2 separate regions of the Capra hircus genome follow, and region 2 is linked to region 1. Evidence: chromatin contacts called from public Hi-C data. All regions are on one chromosome and are shown on one strand. The core of a region is the stretch at or near the end of the contact, and the rest is flanking DNA. Distances in the headings are between cores, read along the strand shown.

Region 1 (5,777 bases), core at 1,685-4,184:
TGGAGCGCTGAGTGGGGAGAGGCTCCCAGTGACCACGCTGACCAGTGGGCAAAAGCAAACAAAAGGAGAGAGAGAGGATAAGCCAGACCTAATAACCCACGGTCGTGGCAGGACAGGCAAGACAAGGAAACACAGGAATAACCAGTGTTGCAGAGCCGTCGTGGACTGTTGGTGAGAGTGCAAATTAGTGCAGCCACTGTGGGAAACAGTGTCGAAGTTATGAAAACATTAAGACTAGAGCTACTATGTGACCCAGCAATTTCAATCCTATGGATTTATCCACAGGAGAAAAAAAAAAAAAACAGTAAACCAGTAATTTAAATGCACGCCTATAAATGCACTATGTTCAATTCAGCATTATTCACAACAGCCAAAACACAGAAGTCATCTGTGTGCTCATCCACAAAGGAATAGAGGATGGAGACGTGATGCACATATTTCTAAACACATACACATACTAATAAATGTAGGTATATACATACTTATGATAAACATACACATGGGTTATTACCACACATCTAATATTACTCAGCTGTAATAAGCAAGATTTCTTGCCATTTGCAACGACCTGGATACACTGAGGAGGTTATTATGCTAAATGAAGTCAGTCTGATAGAGAAAGATAAAATAATCTCTGATTTCTCTCATATGTGGAATCAAAAAAACAAAAACAAATGAACACAAGAAAATGGAAACAGGTTCAGAGATACAGAGAAAAACCTTGGTTTCCTTAGGGGCAGTGGCTGGGGAGATGCACAGAATTACTGATGGAGACTAAAAAATATATGTTTCCAACTACAAAACAATTATGTCATGGGATATAATGTACAGAGTAGGGAACACACTCAAAATCTTGCAACAACTTTGCGTGGTGAGAGAAAGCAACAAGGTTTCTCCTGGTGATCATTATGCGGTGTATCAAATCACTGTAAAAATATACACTTGAAACTCTTACAGCAAGTCTCTTGTGCTTCAGTTAAAAAAATAAAGAATTGCAGTTCAATGTTGTTTTCAAAACTTTCACAAAGCTGGGGTTCCACAGAGAATCTTAGCCAGAGGACTAATGTCTGGGTAGTTAAGGCTATGGTTTTTCCTGTGGTCATGTATGGATGTGAGGGTTGGACTGTGAAGAAAGCTGAGCACCGAAGAATTGATGCTTTTGAACTATGGTGTTGGAGAAGACTCTTGAGAGTCCCTTGGCCTGCAAGGAGATCCAACCAGTCCATCCTAAAGGAGATCAGTCCTCGGCGTTCTTTGGAAGGACTGATGCTGAGGCTGAAACTCCAGTACTTTGGCCATCTCATGTGAAGAGTCGACTCACTGGAAAAGACTCTGATGCTGGGAGGGATTGAGGGCAGGAGGAGAAGGGGACGACAGAGGATGAGATGGCTGGATGGCATCACCAACTCGATGGACGTGAGTTTGGGTGAACTCCGGGAGTTGGTGATAGACAGGGAGGCCTGGCGTGCTGCGATTCATGGGGTCGCAAAGAGTCGGACACGACTGAGCGACTGAACTGAACTGAGCTGAACTGAACTGAATGTGAGGAATCCTTCCCTCTTGTGGCCAAATCTAGAATAGCATCCGAGAGACAAAGAAACTGGCACTTGCTAGCCTAAAAATGACCACAAGAGGGCAGCAAAAGGCAACATTAGCTGCATTCACTCCTGGGAAAAGGTTCCCAGTCTTTGGAAGCCCCACACCCAGCCCCATGCCCAAGGGATTGAAACAGGTGACAAGGAAGAGCCAGGGCAGGAGTGACCTGATACAACTGTCCACAGTAATGAAGCCCAAAGTGCCCCCATTAGCAGCCTATCTCCTCTGGCTCCCACTACAGCCCTAGTGAGGGGTACCCCCGACCCCATAACTCACACAGGGCTGAGGAGGATACAGAAGTGGGCACCAGAGACCCACAAGTTCTTAGATGCCAATGCCAATTCTGATCGCCACGGCATCTGAAGTGCAGAGAACTGGACACATATAAAACAGTGCATCCCTAAAAGGGATTTAAAACACCATTCACTGTTCATTCCACCCTGAAAAGACGCTGGAGCACCTCCAGAGTGCCAGTCAGGGACTGCCCAGCAGCCACGGAGGACACAGGGGTGAGCAAGAGGGGCCCAGGGCCTGCCGAGATGCGGCATCTACTGGAGGAGGCAAGCCTGCAGAAAGACTTCACAGGCACCCAAATCAAAGCTCACTCACAGAAAGTTCCCCACGGTCCAGAATCTCCACTTCCACTGCAGGGCCGAGGGCTTGACTTCTGGTCAGGGAATTAAGATTCCATTGGCCCGTGGAGTGGCCAAAAAAATAAAATAAAAATAAACAAATACTCAGAGGCTCTGAAGGAGGGCAGGTGCTCTAAGAGCACTTGAGGGGACATCTTGTTCATCCTCAAAGGCAAGACAGAAACTGGAGAAGGCATCGGAGCTTCTCAGGTGCTGCTCAGGGAAGGGGAGCTTCAGGCTGAGGGAGGAGCCGGAAGTGGGGGATCCTGGAGGCAAGAAAGGCTGGGGCCCTCCAGGAGGCCAGTTAGGCTGCAATGATAACAGCCATGGAGCAGAACGAAGCTCTCAGAGGGGCCCCAGTGTGCATGAACCTCCAAAACGCTCTGAGAAGGGCAAGGAAGCTGGGTCCCAGAGCCACCGTTTCCGTTTCTATAAACTACCCAGGAATAGCAAACCCACAGGGAGGGAGAGCAGACGGGACCTGTCAGGGGCTGGGGGAGCAGGACGGGGAGTGACCGTGTCAGGGTGCAGGCTTTCCTTTCGGCATGATGACAATGTTCTGGAACAATCTAGACGTGACAGGACACAAAATGCTGAACGAAGCAAATGCTCTGAACAAGAACGATCTGCTCTCCCTGGAAAGTCAGCTCCAGAAGAGCCACAGCCCAGTGTGTGTGGTTCACTGAGGGAGGGGGAGGCAGGCAGGGAAGCGCAGGGTTCGGGGGCACTGGCGGGCTTCACCTGCCTGGGAAATCCGGGGGGAGCTGGCCTTTGTCTTTAGGGATCCTGAAGCACTGGACACTGAATTGGGACATGCTCGCGGTGACCGCACTGACAACTGGGCGAGGAAATAGAAGAGGAAGCAGAGTCGAGGTAAAGCTGGTGGCCCAGGGCCGCGGCAGGACAGGAAAGACTAGGAGACACGAGGAGTAACAAGCATGTGATTACATGGAGCAAATGAAACCGTCCTGGACTGTTGGTAGGAATGCGAATTCCTGCAGTCACTGAGGGAACAGCGTGGCAATTACAGCAAAAATTGAAGGTAGAATTACCGTGTGACACAATCCTGTGTATTTCTCCACACACACACACAAACTCCCACTAATTTGAAAAGATAAATGCACTCCCGTGTTCTTGGCAGCACTATTCACAATAGCCAAGATATGGAAGCCACCTGTGTGTCATCCATACAGGCACAGAAAATGGAGATTGGGCTCCTAAATCACTGACGACAGTGACTGCAGCCATGAAATTAAATGAAATTAAAAGACACCTGCTCCTTGGAAGAAAATCCATGACAAACCTAGACAGTGTATTAAAAAGCAGAGACCTCACTTTACCAACAAATGTCTGTACAGTCAAACCTATGGTTTTTCCAGTAGTCATGTATGAAAGTGAGAATTGGACCATAAAGAAAGTCAAGCACTGAAGAACTGATGCTTTTGAACAGTGGTGTTGGAAAAGATACTTGAGAGTCTCTTGACAGTAAGGAAATCAAAGCAGTCAGTCCTAAAGGAAACCAATCTTGAATATTCATTGGAAGGACTGATGTTGAAGCTGAAGCTCCAATACTTTGGCCACCTGATGCAAAGAGCCAGCTCATTGGAAAAGACCCTGATGCTGGGAAAGACTGAGAGCAGGAGGAGAAGGAGACGACAGAGGATGAGGTGGCTGGATGGCATGATCGACTCAATGGACATGAGTCTGAGCAAGCTCCAGGAGATTGTGAAGGACAGGGAAGCCTGGTGTGCTGCAGTCCGTGGGGTCTCAAAGAGTCGGACACGACTGAGCAAGTGAACTCAGCACACACATACACGCGTGTGTGCACTCAGCTGCTCACTCGTGTCCTATTCTTTTCGACTCTATGAGCGCAGTCAGCCAGGCTCTTCTGATTATGGAATTTTCCAGCCAAGAATACTGGAGTGCGTTGCCATTTCCTCCTCCAGGGGACCTTTCTGACCCAGGGATTGAACATGCCTCGCTTCTGTCTTCTGCATCCTGCCATTGGCAGGCAGATCTTTACTAAAGTACCACCCGGGAAGTCCACAGAGACATTCAAACATTACTTAATGTAGAAAGCAAGAAATCTTGTTATTTGCAACTACATGGATGCATCTAGATGGTATTATGCTTTGTGAAGTAACCTGACAGAGAAAGATACAAACACTCTGATTTTACTCATATGTGGAATTTTTTTAAAAAGTGAACGTAACAAAATGGAAAAAGGCTCAGAAATACAGAGAAAAACTGGTGGTGGTCTGACAGGGGCAATGAGGGGAATACCTTAAGTGGGACTAAAAAATACAAACTTCCACTTATAATTATGTCAGAATATATACAACAGAAAATACATTCAAAACATTGTAATGACTTTGAATGGTGACAGAGAGCAAATAGTCTTATCCTGGTGATTGTACTGCAATGTATGAAATCACTGAATTATACACCTGAAACTCTTATAAAGTAAATTGTACTTCGATTAAAAAAAAGAATTACAGTTCAATGCTTTTTTTTTTTTTAATCGACTTTTATGAAGCTGGGGAACCTCAGCCAGATGCCTAGTGTGGAGAATCCTGCCCTCTGGTGGCCAATTCTAGCATAGCACCCAAGAGTCAAGGAAACCGATACTCAGTTCAGTTCAGTCGCTCAGTCGTGTCCGACTCTTTGCTCTCCTAGAAATGACCACCAGGCGGCAGCACCAGGCAACATTTACCGCGCTCAAGCCTGGGAAGCTGGCCCCAGCGTTCTGAAGCCGTATGCCCTAACAGATTCACAAGGAGCTGGAATAGGTGATGATGAAGAGCTTTATACAACTGTCCCCAGTAATGATGTCCAAACTGCCTTCATTAACAGCCTAACCATCTCCTCTGACTTCCACTGAAGCCCTAGGAAGGGGCACCCCAGAGCCCCAAAACTCACATAGAGCTGAGCAGGAGTTAGAATTGGGCACCAGTAACACAAGTTACTGGATCACCACTGCACCTGACTCCCAGGGAATTTAATGCATATAAATTTTTCCTTCCTGCGTGCGTGCTAAGGCGCTTCAGTCATGTCCAACTCTTTGCGACCCCGCCAGGCTCCTCTGTCCATGGGATTCTCTAGGCAAGAATACTGGAGTGGGTTGCCATTTCCTTCTCCAGGGGATCTTCCCGACCCAGAGATCGAACCCACACCTTATGTCTCCTGCATTTGCAGGTGGGTTATTTATCACTAGCACCACCTGGGAGGCCCCTTTCCTTCCTAGTCATTCCTAAATAAAATGAAACAAAAGATACTACAAGTTGTATAAACTGGACTTAAAATATCTCAGGTATTTTTTTTTTAATATCAGACACCTAAGATTGGACAAAAGCAAAATAACCCAGAATTATAATTTTCAATTCTGTTTCTTACCAAGATTATGTGTGAATAAGTGACGGTCAGCTGCTGTAAGGCTGGGTAACAGAAGCTACCCTGGGGGCAGGCCCTCTGGCACAGACTCAGGGCAAAGGAGTGGCTTCCTGGCAGCCAGTACGGCAGCAAAGCTGCGTGCAGAAGGGGTCGGGGCCC
Region 2 (5,777 bases), core at 1,385-3,884, 180 kb before region 1:
GCCCACCACCTTGGGGCCCACATTGGGTTTCCATATGTGGAGAAGCAGGGAGGGCATTTCAGGCCTGAATTGGAAGATGAGAGAGAGCTCTGTGTCTGGGTGTCCCTTGGTGGGGGCAGGGGGGCGGGGGTGGCGGTGCTGTGATCAGGTAGGGCCCCTTGTGGAGGCCTAAATGTTTAGCTGGAAGTTTGGTCTTGGTTCCAGGCAGCGGGGAGCCCTTGATGACACCAGATGGCAAGAGGGGTGTGATGAGGCCTGTGTCCCCCAGATGCCCCTGGTGTTCACAGGAACGCCCTATTCAGTGTTTGCAGTGATCTCAGGGTGAGAGGCAGTGAGATCTGTGTGCCTCACTCTAGCCAACCTGCAGTCACTCCCCAGCATCTCCCCCGTGCGTCTTCCCCCTGCCCTGTTCTCCTCCCATCCTGGAGTGGCCACACCGCCCTCTGGAGGCCCATCACCCACCCTTGGTTCAGCCTTTGCATGAAGCACTGGCTAGGAGGAGAGGCTGGGGCCTTCTATGGAGCCTGCCAGCTCACACTGTCCCCAGACGGGGCACGTAAGCAGTACCCCGGACAGTGAGAGGTTGGTCCTGGAGAGGAGCTCAGGAGGACAAAGTGACCTACCTCAGGATAACTCGCTGACCCCAGCAGGTGGGCAGCTGGCTTGGGAAGAAGGACAGAGTCACCCCTGGTCCTCAGCCAATACCAGCTACCCGTTCTCCTCCCTGGGGTGACCGCCCTTACCTGAACACGCAGCATTGGGCACAAGAAGGATGACCCAACCCTGGGAGGGTCCTTCCAGGAACTGAGGGGGCAGAATCCCTGAATACATAAGGCTTAGAAATCAGGCAGAGCCCACATCACTGAATGCAGAGGCCCAGTCTGTCCTGCAGGCGTGTTTGACCCATCCCATGTTTCATGAGAAATGATAGATAGTTTTGGACATTTAAAAATCAGGAGATTTTAGTCAAAAGCTCAGATATTTGCTCTCTCTTGAGGAATCAGAACATCTGGTGTCCCTGGGCCCCATTCCGCCTGTCTAGTGTGGACAGGAGCAGAGGACGGCTACCCCGGAGGCAGACACACCCTCCTGGCCCCAACAGCGGTGGGGTTTGTCGTCTCAGTCCCTGTAGCTGATTCCTAGGGCTGTTGAAGCACATGATCACAGTCTTGGTGGCTTAAGGAACAAATTTATTTTCTCACGGCTCCGGGGGCCAGAAGTTCAAAATTAGGGTGTCAGCAGGACTGCATTCCCTCTGAAGGTTCTAGGGGAGGGTCCTTCCCCACCTCTTCCAGTTTCTGGTGGCTCCAAGTGTCCCTTGGCCTGTGGCCGCCGGACTCTGGTCTCCACCTCCAACTTCACATGGCCTTCTCCTCTCTGTGTCAAATCTGTGCTCTCCCACCCCCATGCCTTTCTCTTATAAGGACCCTTGTCATGGGATTTACAGCCCACCCAGATAATCCAGGATACCTCCTCTCAGGATCCTTAATTACATCGTCAAAGTCACTTTCTCCCTGTAAGGTTACATGTACAGGTTCCCAGGAAGTTGCAATAGGTGTATCTTTCGGGGGCCACCATTCAACCTACTCCATGCCTCAGTTACCTCCTCTGATAATGCACCCACTTGACAGGCTTGTTGTGAGGACTGAATGAGTTCTTGGGACATGTTAGATACTGTTAGTGTTGTTCCTAACCTAGAGAAAAAGAGCCACCCCCTCGCAGAGGTGGGGGAACAGAGTCTGGCTGGCACCCGGAAGCGTGCCCCTCAGGCAGCTGCTAACACCACCCTCCTCGGCCCCCCACAGACAACGGCCCCGTGGGCAAGCGGCGCACGGGCACAGCTACCGTGTTTGTCACCGTCCTGGATGTGAATGACAACCGACCCATCTTTCTGCAGAGCAGCTATGAGGCCAGCGTCTCCGAGGACATCCCTGAGGGCCACAGCATCGTGCAGGCAGGTGATGGCGGGTGGAGCGGGGGCCGGGCAGGGCCACATTCAGTTCAGAGTGTGCGCTCAGTGGCCTTGCGGCAGGAGGGAGATGGGCCAGTCCAGCTGCTGCTCCCAAGCAGCCAGTGCTGGAACCAAAGAGGGAACCAGGTGCCCTCCTCCCCCCTGGGGAGAGTAAGCCCCCAAGTTATGTAACCCAAGATGGATGGGCCCAAAACAGAAGGCCTTGGCCCTCCTCTCCCCACTCCCTCCGTCCCCCACAGGCCTCTTCCCGTCCCCCACTGCACCCAGAAGTCCCTTTCAGAGCAGGAGGGAGCTGGAGACGTCACATTTCCCAGAAAGGAGGAGAGAGCCAGGGCCCAACACAGCCCAGAACAGAGCTGCTTTCACAGGGCTCTTGGCTGAAGCTCCCCTCTTGGGAAATAAACAGGCACAAAAAGAAAGGGCTCCTTTGCCCAGGGAGCAGGAGCCACAGCTTTGGGCCTCGGGGGAGGAAGGCAGGGACCTGAAAAAGGAGGTTGGGTGCCCTCCCGAACCCTCCCTGGAGGCCTCAGTTGCTGGGTGGGGAGGGAGGCCAGGCATGAATTACCCTCCTCACCAGCTGTGGGGTTTCCAAGTTGGAGGCTGAGCCAAACAGAGCAAATCTGGGCCTGCCCGCTGGGACAGGCTCCCAGGCTTGGGAGGGGCCCAAGAGTGGGAGGTTGGCAGTTTGCCCACCTCCCTGCATCAGGGCCAGGTGTGGGGCAGGAGGGGAGCCGGGAGCAGGGTGCTAACTCCCAGAGGTGCCAAGAGTCCAGGAAGCCATGGGTTGGCAGGGTCTGGGGGCTGATTCCAGAAAAAGGTTTTCTCCCTCTCAGCCTCAGCCCCTAGGGTCTTAAAGACACCCACCATACTAAGCCATGGGGCTCCACTCTCTCCTAGCCTAAAACTTAGCACCTGCCACCCCCAGCTCACACAGGTCTCCAAGGATCAACCTGGGAACACAGATGGGGGTACAGCAGACCTTTGAGAGCCCTCTTCTCCCCGCCTCCAGCTTTTTGTCCTTCAGGTCAAGGGTAGCCTTACTGCCCACCCTGTGACACCACATGCCAGGCAGAGCATGCTGGCGCGGGGGTGATATGGTGACCAACTCCAGGCAGAATTCAGCATGGGGTGTCTCAGGTAGACGTGACGGGGGGAAAACCTGCACAGGAAGAGGTTACTGCGCTGTGGGAGGAGGCCTGCCCCGCTTTCTAAACCCCAAGACTTGGTTTCTATTTATATAGCTACTCAGAGTGAGATCCTAGAGCCTTTGAGTAATATAAGGCAGTCCCCGACTCTCCCCGTTTCTCAGGGAGAAAATCAGGCTCTGGTGATTTCTCAAGGCCCTGGAAGTAAGTTTCTAGCCAAAGTGGACTTGCTCTCAGATGTCAGACTGACCTGAGAGGAAGGCACAGTGGGCCTGCTGGGAGAGACAACTTCTCTGCAGGGGCATCCAAGGGAAGACAAAGTGCCCCTGGGACTAAACAGGGCCACCCTTCACTCAGTAAACAGAGGCCCCATGCCTCTGAGTCTGCTGCTGGTGAGGCAGATGAGGGGCTGGACTTGGTCTCGCTCTGTGGGGACCTCCCAGGCCTGCAGAAAGGAGCAGCCATGACGGGGATGACCCACACTGCCCAAAGAAGAGGTCCCTTTCCTCCCTTGATTTCAGCAGGAGGAAGCTTCAGGTGGAGACAGAGGGCTGCACGGAGGGCATGCGAGCTGAGTGAGCTGTAGCCCACGGTGGACAGATATTTCAGTTTGCCTGGAGTCTTGGGTCAAGATGAGGCTAGAAACATCATTCGCTGTCAGCTCCCAATGGGCACCGAGCACCAGACAAAGAAGCTCTGGCTTGATCCAGCAGTAGGGAGCCAACAAAGGTTCTGGAGCTGGGGAGTGGCAGAATCAGAGCTCACTCTGTGAGAAGACTTGCCTGGCTGCTCTGTGGATTGGAGCAGGGTTATGTAGATCAGTCCCTAATGGGGTACAGGTGACCCTAGACAGATGAGTCTCTGGGGCAGGAGCTGGGCAGTTCAGACCCCTCTGCCCAGCCCCCCAAATTGGGGACCAATCAAAGTGGTTAGCCCCAACCTTACGAGGAGAGGTTGAAGGTTTGGGATTCTGAGAAGCCCAGCCTGGGGTGGGATTGCTTTGACAGTAGCCAGTCATTGAAGCAATCACCAAAAATAAGATAGCGCACCTCGTGTGGTCGAGGCCTGAGGTTCCACAGCTATCCTGGAGAGGCCTGGACCCTCCCAGCTGGAGGAAGCCTGCCTCCTTCCCTGGGTGAGGCATGGAGCCTCTACGATGCTCTCAGAGCCCGGATAATATCACCTCCAGTTGCGGACAGTGCCTCCTCCCGCTCTGACACAGCGCCAGTCCTGGCCTCTGCAAGGAGCTTCTTAAGTCATTCCCAGCCCCTTCCTCATCCATCCTGGCTCAGGTGCATTGAGGGGGGTGTGTGCCAAAGTGGCAGCCAAGATTGTGACTGGCTAGGTGTGTTGAGAGCCCCCAGAATGCCCCTCCTCCTAGCAGGCACCCAGCATCCGATTTACCACCAGAGGTGCTGGCTGCTCCCACGGATTACAGGCAAATGCAGGCAAGGTCCAGGAAGTCGGGGGAGAGGATTCCCTGGGTTCCTCTTTGCCTCGGGCACTGAGTTGGCACAGAGGGCAGGACACTCCCTTGCCCCCAGCATGGCCGAGTATTTCGCTTGGCTGGAGGGAACCTTTGGCCATTCAGCAACTGGCACTGGAATCTGAATGGGGCTTTGGCACCTGGAGGGTGGGCAGGGCTTCTCTTGGGAAGAAGGGGGGCTGCTTCCTGGAGATGGCTGGTGCCTGGTGGTCAGAGAGGGGCCTTGGGGGCCCCAGGTTTGTACCGTTGAAAGCCTTGGGCCAAGGGTCCAGATGGTTGCAGGTGCCCAGTCACGGGTCCAGGAGCCTTCCAACCGGCAGCAGCTAAAGCGGCAGCAGGAAGGAAGGCATTCTTCCGGGGGACGATCCCTGGGAAAGGCCCCGGGCCTGAGTGCACAGGGTACCGCTGGCAGTGGGCTTGTGGCCCAGGTTATTTGAGCCACTGCCCTCTTGCAGCCTGAGGTGCCTGGTTCTGCCCAAGGCAGGAGGGTCTGTGGATGGAATTGGAGGACACCCCTGTCACATCTTGGTAGATTCCGTGCAGTCGCAGTCGTGGTTGTCCTCTCTGCCCGGCAGGGGGCGCCGGGGGGCAGGCCGGCCTCGGCGGAAGCTGTGCAGGGAGCGGCGCAGCGAGCCCAGGCGCTTCCAGAGGCGGAGCTGGGGCTCGCTGGGGCTCCCTGGGTGGTGGGGCATGCACTCGCGGGCCCGGCGGCGGCTCGGGTCCAGTGCCCGGGGCTTGCAGAGGGTCATGAACAGCAGACAGGTGGCCAGCAGAAGGAAGATGCAGGCCAGGGCAATGAGCACGGGGATGGGGTCAATGGCCTCTGAGAGCCTCCCCGGAGTGGCTGGAGCTGTGAGGAAGGCGAGGGGGCTGGGGCCCTCTGTGTTCATGGCTCCTGCAACAGGAATGAGACAGGAGCAAATGCGCTGCATTCAGGACTGGAGGGGGAGGGGGCTTTGATGGCTGCTGGGCACTGCGCTCATTTTCCAGGTGAGAACAGTGAGCCTGGGAGAGGCAGCAAGTCTAAAGTCACATAGCGGGAGAGTGATGGGGCTGGGCCTGAACTCAGATCCTCCCTCTGCTACAGTCCCTGCCTGCCTGTCACAGAGGAGGCAGGAAGGGTAATGCCTTCTGGCATTTTAAAGTCAATTCTCATGAATCACAACAGAGTCTT

Evidence for each region. A called contact is a pair of places that touch in the nucleus more often than the background predicts.
Region 2: a Hi-C map of blood shows a contact between it and region 1, with 4 times the contacts expected there. The contact joins two enhancer-like sites. A contact is called at or near these places in 2 of 5 Hi-C or Micro-C datasets (both in blood).

Annotation. Positions count from the first base shown.
Region 1 is chr28:17,580,003-17,585,779 of ARS1.2, reverse strand. No RefSeq gene overlaps it. Among named protein-coding and RNA genes, the nearest start is that of CHST3, 23 kb to the right of the region's middle. Within about 2 kb of position 2,934, at least 1 of the 5 cell types and tissues checked has an H3K27ac peak or open chromatin away from gene starts, as enhancers often do.
Region 2 is chr28:17,759,433-17,765,209 of ARS1.2, reverse strand. CDH23 (cadherin-23) reads left to right here. Exons shown (of 69, transcript XM_018042178.1): 27 at 1,806-1,954. It overlaps C28H10orf105, which reads right to left. Exons shown (of 2, transcript XM_018042150.1): 2 at 5,122-5,498. The coding sequence ends at 5,122. Among named protein-coding and RNA genes, the nearest start is that of C28H10orf105, 4.3 kb to the right of the region's middle. Within about 2 kb of position 2,634, at least 1 of the 5 cell types and tissues checked has an H3K27ac peak or open chromatin away from gene starts, as enhancers often do.